2 separate regions of the Mus musculus genome follow, and region 1 is linked to region 2. Evidence: chromatin contacts called from public promoter capture Hi-C data. All regions are on one chromosome and are shown on one strand. Each heading gives the region's core, a stretch centred on a gene start, on an enhancer-like site or on the middle of the called end of the contact. The rest is flanking DNA. Distances are from core to core; before and after follow the strand shown.

Region 1 (5,411 bases), core at 990-3,489, 550 kb before region 2:
CCTCTCTTCTCATTATACCAACGCCCGGTGGCTATCGCATGTTCTCATCTTTGACACTCTGCCAAGTGAAACAGGGATTTTTAAATAGAGTCTTCAATTTTCATTTTTCCTCCCAGAGGATAAAACATGCTAACTTTTCTTTAGAACAGAACACCACGAAGTTATGCAGAGTTGTCTTCTTATCCTTAATTCTGGACTCTGGAGCAGGTCAGCATTCAAGTTCAGAGGTCAGGAACATGGCTATATGCCCAGAACCAAGAGGGATAGAGAAGCCAATAGGCCTTAGTTCATGACCATTTGGCTGGACAGAGTCTCTGATGATGCCCCCAGATCACTTCTGATTATGGGAATGCAATGAGAAGCTAAGGTTCTGATTTCCACACCTTCAAAAAAGTGACAGTCACATCTGCACCGTGACTGCCTCTAAACTGTGACGTATCTCCAATTACTTCAGTGAGTGGTTGTTTTTTTAAATTTTGTTTTCTTCTTTCAATTTATCTTACAGAAATAAAAAGTAAAACTGATTCCATATTCATACATAGAACTAAGTCGCACAATGGAATGCAGTGGTGGTGGGAATCTGGATGTGTGTGGATTATATTGGGCCAAATCATCGGGGGCACGTGGCTTATAAAGGCTTAAATAATATGTTTAACACAAGGAGGATTTTCCTTAGGGAGGAAGCATGTTGCTAATTAGCATAATTATCTCATGACTTGCCAGAAAAAAACATCCGGGGCTTTTTTTTTTTTTTGGTTTTGTTTTGTTGGGTGCCTTTTGCTCAAGGGAGAATTGTCCGATGGTTTTTAATGCTGTGCCACTTTAAAACTAGTCACATGATTTTTTTCCTAACGTCAGACAGAGTTGATATTACGACAGGGATTTCAAAGATAAGCAAGAGGTGTTATCTACTGGAATATGGAGGGAAAAAAAGGGGGAGTCGGGCCTGCTCGGCTGGGTTTGTGCCTGCCTTGGCTGCCCTCACAGTGTGACCATGTGCAAGTCACTTGGCTTTTCTGAGCTTCGGTTGCCTCACTCAAATAATAGAGATAATAATCTAACCTATTTACAGCAGGGTCTACTTGTGAGCGAAGAATGGATCATTGTTCACGTGAAAGCACTTAAAGCTATAAACAGCAAAGCTATTAGATCATCCAGCATTCGTGGTATAGGCAACCTCTGAAATGCTGCTTCTGCTCCCTCACCCCCACCCCCGTCCCCCGCCTCTGCGCTCCAAGAAATGTACTGAAAATGCTTTTTCAGCAATCCCAGGCCACGTAGTTTTATATATGTATACACACATGCATACATTAAACTTAGAGTTCTGGGTTGTCTGACATGTTCAGGAATGTTTTTATCTGTTACAAGCAGGCTATCAATCTTTAGGGAAAAAACCTTATATTAAAATATGCTTAGTGGAGGCTGAAATTTCCTCAGTTTGATTCAAGAACAAGGACTTTGGCTTTCAAGTGGCCAGACCTAGCTTCTCTTCCTAGCTTCTCCCACTACCCCAACCCCACCCCCATCTGAACTTCTAACAGTCGGAGTGCTGGTTTCTTTAATCTTTAATAGGTGCTCGCTAGTAATCTGCTCGGAAGTCTGAAGACAATATAGGGCGCAGGTGGGACTCTCCGAGAACAATCAGTGCTGCTTCCTTATAAACCCTTACGCTGATAAGCCTGCAACTTCCCCACCTCCCAACTCCAAAGCCCTTCGCGGGACAGGGAATTCTGGCTGCGAGGGGACCCAGGAGGAGCCAATCCTCCCTCTGGCTAGCTAGCCTGTCCGACGGTCCTGGGGCCCCAAAGTTGGGCTTGGCAGAGCTTAGCTTTCCCACCAGGACGTGAATGGTTTGGGGTCGCGCGGGACAGCCAGCCAAGCGCGCAGTCAGCAGCGGTGGCTTTGCGACACACGTGGCAACAGGTGCAGCGCGATCCAGGACGTACGCCCGGGGCTTGTGGCTTATGTTGACGTTTAGCCAGGGAGCCCGACCCGGCTGGCGACCGTAGTGGAGCTCCGCGGGAGTCATCGTGCCTCAAGGAACCCCTGCTCGTCTCTCAGGTTAGTTTTTTTGGGGGGCACTGCCCCTTCTGCCCCCCTCTCCCCCCCGCAACCTGGCCTTTGTCTGGGCTCTAGGAGCCGCCGCGGGCGAGGGGCGAGGCCACCCAGCCCAGGATCCTCCGCCTTCGCTCCTCCCCCTGGCGGCCCGGGGCGGGGAGGCTGGGACGCCCGGGCTCCGGGTTCCCGGTTCCCGCCTGGCCGCCAGGGTGCTGGTGCGGGTTGGGGTCGATCTGCAAGCCCCAGGTACAGACGTCTCCAAGGCAGGACCCGCCGAGGGTGCAGAACGCCGTGGCTCCCCCCAGGGCTGGCTCCCCGGCTCTGCGGGCAAGCGCGGAGTGGATCCCATTCCGTCGCCCATCCCGGCCGCGGTGGGGACCTCCGGAGAACGAGGAGCTGGGGAGCGGCGACTGCAACGCACTCACGGTGACCGGACTGGCTTTCCGGGGAGGGGGGCGGGTGTCCTAGTGGGTTTCAAAGTAGGAGGAGTGGGGAGGCTGAGCTCACGTGGGACCCGCGGGGCTCCTGCAGGACAGCGGGCTGCAGTTGCTGTCACCTTGAAAGTGACCGAGGCGGTGGGTTTATTGTGGATAAAGGACAACTGTCAAGTTTGCATCCTCGGTGGAAAGCCGCCCACCAAGCGCTGGATTCTGGCTCTGGACCTGGCAGCCTCAGGCTTCCGGCTGGGCGACTTGCCGGGGTCCATTCCCACTAAGCAGTCAGGGCAGAAAATATGGGAGAAAGGGAATTAGTGCAGTTCCCCAGGTCCTCATGCGGGTTTTACTCCCTGCAGCCTGCGGGTTCTTACAAACTCTAAGGGAAAGCCCACGTTGAGGGTCGCCGTATTGATTACTCAATAGAGGACTTAGCTCGAATTTCCGCGAAGTCTTTGCGCCCCCCCCCCCAACTAGGGTGATCTGTTCACTTTTCACTTGTAAAAGTGACACATTGAATTGTAAACATAGCTTGCATACTGGCACTCACTCTGCAAAATGCTACTTTTAAATTGTCTTGTGTTCTACCAGAGGAAATCCAGTGTATTTTGTTTGTCTTAAAACCAGAGTCTTAGGCAAAACAGGAGGAAAGCGAGCTTTCATGTTCTGCCAGGTGATTGGAGTTCAATCAAGGTATCAAATCACAGCGCGGTGGGGGTGGGAGTGGATTCCGGGGATCCGGAGACAACTTGTGGGAGGGCAAAAAAGAGGTGGGGTCGGGCCCCCGCTAAACATATGACCTCTGTAAGGAATGTTTTACAAATAGGTTATCAGTTTAAATAGTTCATCCCCGTTCTCTCCAGCAATCCCTTTAGGGCAATCTGTACTCTGTTGTGTGGGTGTGTTTAAACTTCTTGTTTACAGATTTATTTCTCAAGAACTGTATCGATAAGAAAAGTTATGCAAGAAAACCTGTTCCTGCCCTGTTTTTTTAAAAAAGGCATAGAATTTAGTTTAAAATACTTTTAAAATGTTGTATCGATCTTCACCTGAACCCTCTCTCCACTGCCCCGGCCCCCCCCCCCCGTGACCCACCCCCTTGTTCAATGGATGGAGCGAAGAGTTTTGTATATACCAAACACCTGGATTATCATTGATAGCTGCCCCAGCCCCTCACCTGTTCCTTTTAAAAACTAGATTTATGTGGGAAACAAATTGTGTTTGGGAGAGGTCTGTACCTTTTAATTAACCGTTAGGAATTCAAGGATAATTTTTGTAGGGTTTAGCTAGGATTGTGAAATTCTGGATAAATTTCTTGTAGACTTTTTGGAAACTAGAGTTACAAGAATTAAGCTTTTAAGAAGCATGTTGATTAGTAACCCTGAGAGCTCTGATTTCAACCGGAATGGACCGCTGATGTATACAGTTTGATACATTCAGGAAAATAAGAGTCAATCCCACCATTTCTCTTTTTCTCCCCTTTGTAAACTATAATGAAAATTCCCCCATTATATAAAGCCTTCAAAATCTTAATAAGTGTTACACATTATATTCTATACACGTGTCGATTTACTTAACCTTGTTTTACAAGCTGATCTTTTCATTTTCAGTTACTGTAATTAAATATGCTATTGCAACCCTTAATCGCTTTTAAAATTTTGTCTGCAAGGTAGGTTTCCTTAGGATAAAGTCCTTGGAAATCACAATTAGTGGTGCAAAAGTTTCTTTTAAAAATATTGAACTTTGGTCTCCAAAACGCCTTAGTCAAACTAAGCAGACCAGAACTGGCTCTTGTGTTACCGTCTTTCTAACACCCTTAAAAGGAAGTAGTATTGCCAGCTTTATAGGTGAAGAGTGCAATCTTGGTATTTATGTTTCCATTTCTAGGATTGCAAATGTTATCAAGTACCCCACATGGGTTTCTAGTTCCTTTTCTTGTTTTCTTTTCATTTTGAGACAGGGTTTCTTTGTGTAGCCTTGACTATCTTCAAATTTGTCCTGTAAACCAGGCTGGCCTTGAACTCAGAGATCTGCTTGCCTCTGCCTCCCAAGTGCTGGGATTAAAGGCATGTGCTACTACATCGGGATAGTTTTCCTTTTATTTCAGTGTAGCATCACATTTTCCTCTTGGGATATTGGCATTTTTCTACTTATAAAAACCTCCTCCAGGCCGTTGGGTTGGCATACATCTGTTCATACTGCAAATATTTTTCTCAATTTGTGTTTGCCCTGTAAACACATTTATAGATGTGTTGACTTCCAGAAGTGTACTTCAGTGTTGTCAAACATGTTGGTTTTTCCCAAAATGGATGTTTAGTAGTTCTGAGTCACAGTTTAGGAACCACATATGGCTGTCACTTCTGGAACTATGACTACAACTTCTATGTTCTGCAGTAGCTGCTGTTGTGCAATTTTTTTTTCCTTTTGCACATGTTAATGACAAATTGTGGAGAATGGTATATGTCATTAGGACGGTCTTAGGGCTTGGAGAAATGGCACAGTCTGCTTCTTCCAGAAGATCTGGGTTTAGTTTCCAGCCCCCACATCAGGAAGCTTACAGATTGCCTGTAACTCCAGCTCCCTAGGGAACTAGTGTCCTCTTTGGGCCCTTTGTATGCACCTGCACTCAATCAGATCAGAACACTTAGGGAAACTGTATATAAATGTTGGGTGAGGGTTTTCCTGATTCTTTGGGACCTGAGGAATCTTGAAACCATCTATTTAATCTTTAGGACATTTTTTTCATATCTCTTTCTGTCCAGAAAGCCCTGCAATCACTCTAAAAGCTTGAGTTGAACCCATCCATAGAATGTGTCCATAAGCTTATCATGTCTTGCCTTGCCCTACCCTAAAGCTGAGAAAATGATCAAGACAATCTTGAATCTAGGTGTTTGTAGTGCTTTAAACCTCTATCAGATG
Region 2 (5,662 bases), core at 2,576-5,075:
TTGTCATGTTGTCACTCTGGAGACAGCGGCTGTGTGACACTTGGGCTCCCATTTTCACATCTCTGTACAGTCTGGTTTCAGGGTGGAATAGTAGTCATTTTTGTGTTTTATAACGATATTTGGAATGCAGCATCATGTCCAAATGTCTGAGTGCTTCTGGGCAAGCTTGTCCTTAAGGAAGTACCACGGCTGAGTGTGGACTTCTGTGGCTGAGGGAAAGTTGGGTGAGGTGGCTTGTTGGCTTCCCACGCTCTCATCGCTCATACACCCCATCTGCTGGATAACGGACCATGAGGTTGACCTGGGAACAGTGGAAGAGGAGGCTCTGGGAGTCAGGCCTTGCAGTGTCATGACAGGGAGGTCATCCTGTCCCTGCAGGACGTTTGCTGATGTGTTGTAACTGTAGACTGGTGGGGAACTGAGGCCCCATACTTAAGCGAGCAGAACACTTATGTGACGTAGATGCTTGCATCAAGCTTACACAAAAACCAGGGGCTTCTTGGTTTTACCAGGTGTCAGGGTACCCTATAATATTAATTTTAAGCCAGTTGTTGTATGTGGGCCTTGTTCCGCCCCCTCCCTTAACTCCCTCTGATGTCAAACCACTTTATAGGTCATGCTTAGAGACTTTCACTTATGAATAGCATTCTGGGTATGGTTTTTACTGAGAGTCACTTAATCCTTTGCTCTCTGTTACCATGCTAGCAGTTTTAAAAGTCACTTTACTTTAAATTGTGTCCAACATGGTCTCCTAGCTTCACATCATGAATTCCCAGTGGGGCGGGGGCAGGGGGCTTGGACTCATAGATGATTTCTAGTCTGTTAAGACACATTTTCCGAAGCATCAAGCTGTCCATGCTGTCTGTGGGGATGGGTTCTAGAGCTCACCAGTGTCCCTGCATGGGCTCGTCCCTCACCTAAAGTGGTAATGTTTGCATGCACTCTGCTCACACCCTCCTGCATACTGTACATCAGCTCCTGATTGTTTCAGATGCCCAACCAAGGTAAATACTTGCTATGGTGGGATATTTAGGGAAAGGCGACAGAAAGTCGATTCAGAGTCAGTCCTTTTAGTTGAATACTTTTGATCCGTGGTTGTGGAAAGCTATAGCTGACTAAACCCACCGGCCTAGGACCTGGTGACTGGAAAGACAGACGGAAAGATGTTTGTATGGTGTTGGAAACGAGGGTCAGGGAAATGGTGGGGTGTGCTGAGATGGGGTCTGAAGAGACCCCTAAACATCCCTACTGGGCAAACCTAGCAGTAGCCTGGGCTTTTATTACTGTGAAAATGTGACCTTTAGATTTGATTTGGGTACTCATGATTCTTTTAAATAGACTAGTATATTAAAAAAAAAAAAGACAATAAGCACCAAATAAGCACTAAAATTGTTTCCCTAGTCTTTCCACTAATAGTGCCTTGTAAGTTTCAGGAAAGTGATTATTCTGCTTTCAGCAGTGAAAAACATTATTACTAAAAAGGAAAGTAGGTTGCTTAAAAAGTTTTAAATTCATGGTATGGATCCTACTTAAACATTTCCACACATTCCTAATACCTTACACAGAAAGCTTACCCAGGTAGCAAGCTCTTCAGCTTGGGTTAAAAGTAAACCTATCTTGATTTCCATAAAATCCAATACCATTTTCCCATGTTGGTGTGGAGTGCAGGCTAACCACAGGCGCCTCTTCCTGGGGATGCTCCCACAGTGTCTCTGACAGTTCTGTGTTGCTGTGGCCTCTCCCCGCAGGCCTCCATCTGCAGGAGCAGCCAGCCCCTTTCCGGCTTCAGCGCTCGGTGCCTGGAGGATGAGCAGATGCTCCAAGCCATCAGGAAAGCCAATCCTGGAAGTGACTTCATTTATGTCGTGGACACAAGGCCTAAAGTAAGTGTCACCATTTTCATACGTGTCTCTGCAGCCCTGAGTCCTGAGGCCGGAAGGAACCAAAGCTTGACTGGTAGCAACCCTTTGCCTTATCTGTAGAGGGTTGTTCCTGGTCTGATCAGACCATGGGGCCACCAAAGGGCTGCTCTCTGCTGCATCTCAGCTCCTGAAGGGGCTGAGTGTGCTGAGTACATTTCTGTTTCCGGTTTTTACCATTGTGCCGGTCACACAGTAAATGGCTTACTGTTTAGGTTTGCAAGTAGTTTGGCTGTGGATTAAATGTCAGCGGTGCTATTCAAAACAGGTTACAAGGGAATAAAAATATGACAGAGGAAAAATAGCTTAGTTGGTCAAGTCAGTTTAAAATGAAAGCCATTAAGAGTAAGAGCTTCGTGGCATAGTCAGTTGTAGATGTTTATAGACATAGTCTTCACATCATACATAATGGGCCCTGACTTTCTAGTAAGCTTTCATTGCACAACATAGATCAAATCTCTGATCCAGGGGTGAAGGACTGGAAGAAGGTCTGCCCTTGAAAGATGTGACAGATTAACTTCTGTTGCCTGTCAGTTTCTGCCTCTGTCTGAATCAGGTGCAAACCCCTTTCTCCAACCCTGACTGCCCTCCTCCCCGCGCCCTGTATCTTTTGTGTACGGTAGAGCTGTTCTGTATTTTCTGATAAGTTATGTGCTTCTCAGAGGACATTTTGCAGACAAACTCAGGCTTCAGGGCTTTACTGAGTGGAGACTGGAAATCCTTTTCCTACCCTACTTTTCCAGCTTTAAACAGGGATAAACAGATTGACCTCCTAAGAGCCAGTGATCCAAGTTAGGTCCCTGTAGTGTAAGTCCTTATTAGAACGTGGCAGCCACAGGACCAGGCCTTGTCTGTATTTAAAGCCACCTTCTTAGTCCTAAGGATTCAGTTTGAAGGGTATATTTAGTACTCACTTTGTTTATTGTTAAGTGGTAAGAAGTTGACTCTGATCCAGTAGATAAAGAAAGTTGGGTGCTCTCTTCTCAGGTGCAAAGATGTGGCTTGTAAAAACTGCTTCAAGCTTTGTGTTCCCCTCCTCTCTCCCCCTCTTTTCTCTCCCTCTTTTCTCTTTCTCCCTCTCTCTTTTCTTCTATCCCTCTCTTTCTCCCTCCCTCTCTCTTTTCCTCTCTCCCTGTCTTCCCCTCCTTCCTTTCTTCTTTTTTTTCATGACCACGTTGGTTGATTCCCACCCCTCAGGTGCGGTAGTTTTCCTAGGCCACCAGGAAAGTATGCAGATGTTTGCCACAGAAGGGTTGCATGGCGGCATGCAGGTTGTCCTCAGTCCTTGCCTTCTGCATCCAGCTTTATTTCCTAGTATAATAATAATAATAATAATAATAATAATAATAATAATAATTAATAATAATAATAATAATAATAAAGACAAAGGCTTGGGAGGCAGCTCCCAGGGTCCTGATCCTTGGTCTCTGAGCGGGGTTAAGTCCACACAAGGGCTTCCCAAGCCACCCACCCAGATGAAAGCCTTTTGAATTGTTTGTTCACTGATGGGACAGTGATGGGCCGCAGAGGCAGTGAAAGCCTTAAGTATGTACTGAGAAAAGTCTCCTTGGTCTCAGCTGTTGCTAGAGATTGGTACATTAACACATGGAATTGAGTCAGAACGGTATTTGTGGAGGTCTAAGACAAGGACCGTGTCTCTGTACTTCAGCCTCTTCTGTCAGATATGCTGGCATTCTGTTGAGCTTGCAAAAATGTTCAGCACGTTCTCATTTCACTCTTGGAAGAATTCTGCAGATTGGGAGGCTTCTTGTCTTTTCCTGGACTTAGCTTTAAAGAGGTTAGGTAATTCACTGAGACCACACGGTTTAGACCCAAGGCCACATTCAGTTAAATACAAGCTTATTTGACATCAAAGCCAGTGGCTTTTTTGTTTCTGTTTCCCAGAACATCTCTAGGGGACCCTTGTCCCCGCTTCCAGACTCTAGAGGGTTGACACCTAAGTTGATCACACACCCAGCTCCAGGCTGAGCCAAAGTCACCTCAAGCCAGTGGAGCAGGAGGGCTCTAAGCTGTGTGCCTGCCTACCAGCTATGGAGGAAGTATGAGTCCTGAAGTTAAGGCTGTCATCTGTCTAAGCTATGGAGGAAGTGTGAGTCCTAAAGGCAGGGGCAAGGTTGAGTCAGTCACCTGCTTCTGTGGTGACCGGCCCTGTGACATGCCTCAGCTCCATGGACTGCTTTGTGGTTGTGGCCTTAGTGTCACGGCGCCAGGGGTTGTTTCATTGTCTAACAGGAAGTCATAGGGTATTTCTCTCTTTCTTGGTAATGAGGTAATGTCTATTCACTGGGTCCCATGCAGGAGACATCTTCAAGATACAGCTATGAAGTTCAGGGTACCTGAAAAGTGGGAACCTGGGATCTTATTTCCTGGTTATATGCATAAAGTTTGAAGGTGGCCATTGACAGAGGAAAGAGAGTGGGAGAGAGACATTTGTGTTTTGTAGCAGGTGAGGGGAGAGTCTTCAGTCCTGTTCTTTGTAAGTGCAAGGATGGACAAATATCCTTTGGCTTAATTTGGACCTTAACAAACTTGATAAAACCTTGCTAACACAGCTTACCTATCATGGAGGCCCCCGGAGAGGGACCTGGGGCTAATGTAGCTGGCAATGGCTGCTGGTCTAGGCTCAGGCCACAGTGGATCTCGTATGCGAGTGAAAGGTGGCACAGTACTTCTAGGAGCCTATACTGTGTGCCTTAGGAAAGTCACCCTTTGGATGCCTATGCGGAGAAGGCAGAGACAGCCAGTTATTAGCAATCAGAAGCACTGTCAACCAGTAAGACAACTGACATTGCCTAGCTTTGCAAAGAGCTGTTTATCTAACTGCATCTCTTCCACATGGTCCCTTCTACCAACTACACAGAGCAGGCGAGCCTGTTAGAAGCCACGGGAAGGGAGAGCCCTCATCACCTCACGGAGCCTGTACCCAGGGAAAGAGACCGTTTTGCATCATATATGGGTTGAAAATTTAAATTAGCCTGGATCAAGATTTCATCCTGTACTCTTAAATACGTGAAAGATGTCCCTGGATGGCGAAGGGGACATTTTGAGAAGCTTATTTGTAGGTCATACCTGTAGGCAATAAAATCATCTAGTATTTCCAAGAGTGTGCCACAGTTAAGTTAGTGAGGAGAAGAAAGAGCACTCTTTGACACCTGTGCTAGGCTTTGGCCCAGTTCTCCTAAAGGTAGCTGTCTGTCTGTCTGTCTGTCTGTCTGTCTCAGTCTGGAATATCTTTTTTGGGTGTTTATTATTTCTAAACCTGTGTTTCTGCTTTGAAAGTTCAGCTTTTGCCACATTAAATAAGTAGAGCTCCTAAAAAATAGTTTGTATGATAGATTAAATATCGCCACCTTGTGTTTGTTATGTGAATTACAGACTGACTTTGAAGAGGTTTTCTCCTACTTGCTTTTAAGGAAAACTGCCTGCCGTTTCTCCCATTGTAACTCCTAAGTGATTTAAAGTGTGAGCATATGTTATATATGCAGGAACTGTAGTAGTAAGAGTGCTTTGCTTATCACGTATTATACATGTTCAGAAGAGATGGGGCGGGGCTGATGAGAAGGCTGGACCTTGAATTTAGATGCAGAATAAGTGTGTAGTTCATATAACATCAGGCTCGTTGGATCTGTTGATTTGTTGCATTTAATGAAGTTCATTACAGAGGTTTAGCTGAAACTGCCCTGAAAATAATTATGTAAGGCCATAACGTTTTAAAAGTACAC

What was found. Promoter capture Hi-C pulls out the DNA fragments that hold promoters and counts their contacts.
Region 1: a contact with region 2 is called in a promoter capture Hi-C map of liver, with 2.3 times the contacts expected there. The contact joins the promoter of Mtus1 here to the enhancer-like site in region 2. A contact is called at or near these places in 6 of 39 promoter capture datasets (the 3T3-L1 cell line, 3T3-L1-derived adipocytes, cranial neural crest and 2 more), 3 of 115 datasets of contacts at active chromatin or transcription factors (bone marrow-derived macrophages, embryonic stem cells and pancreatic cancer cells) and 1 of 9 other capture datasets (adipose tissue).

Annotation. Positions count from the first base shown.
Region 1 is chr8:41,130,554-41,135,964 of GRCm38.p6, reverse strand. It overlaps Mtus1 (mitochondrial tumor suppressor 1), which reads left to right and starts at 2,239. Exons shown (of 14, transcript NM_001005863.2): 1 at 2,239-2,484.
Region 2 is chr8:40,583,269-40,588,930 of GRCm38.p6, reverse strand. Mtmr7 (myotubularin related protein 7) reads left to right here. Exons shown (of 14, transcript NM_001040699.1): 6 at 1,749-1,883. Among named protein-coding and RNA genes, the nearest start is that of Mtmr7, 49 kb to the left of the region's middle. Within about 2 kb of position 3,825, at least 104 of the 459 cell types and tissues checked have an H3K27ac peak or open chromatin away from gene starts, as enhancers often do. A contact at or near this core is called in bone marrow-derived macrophages, liver and pancreatic cancer cells, where this site is marked.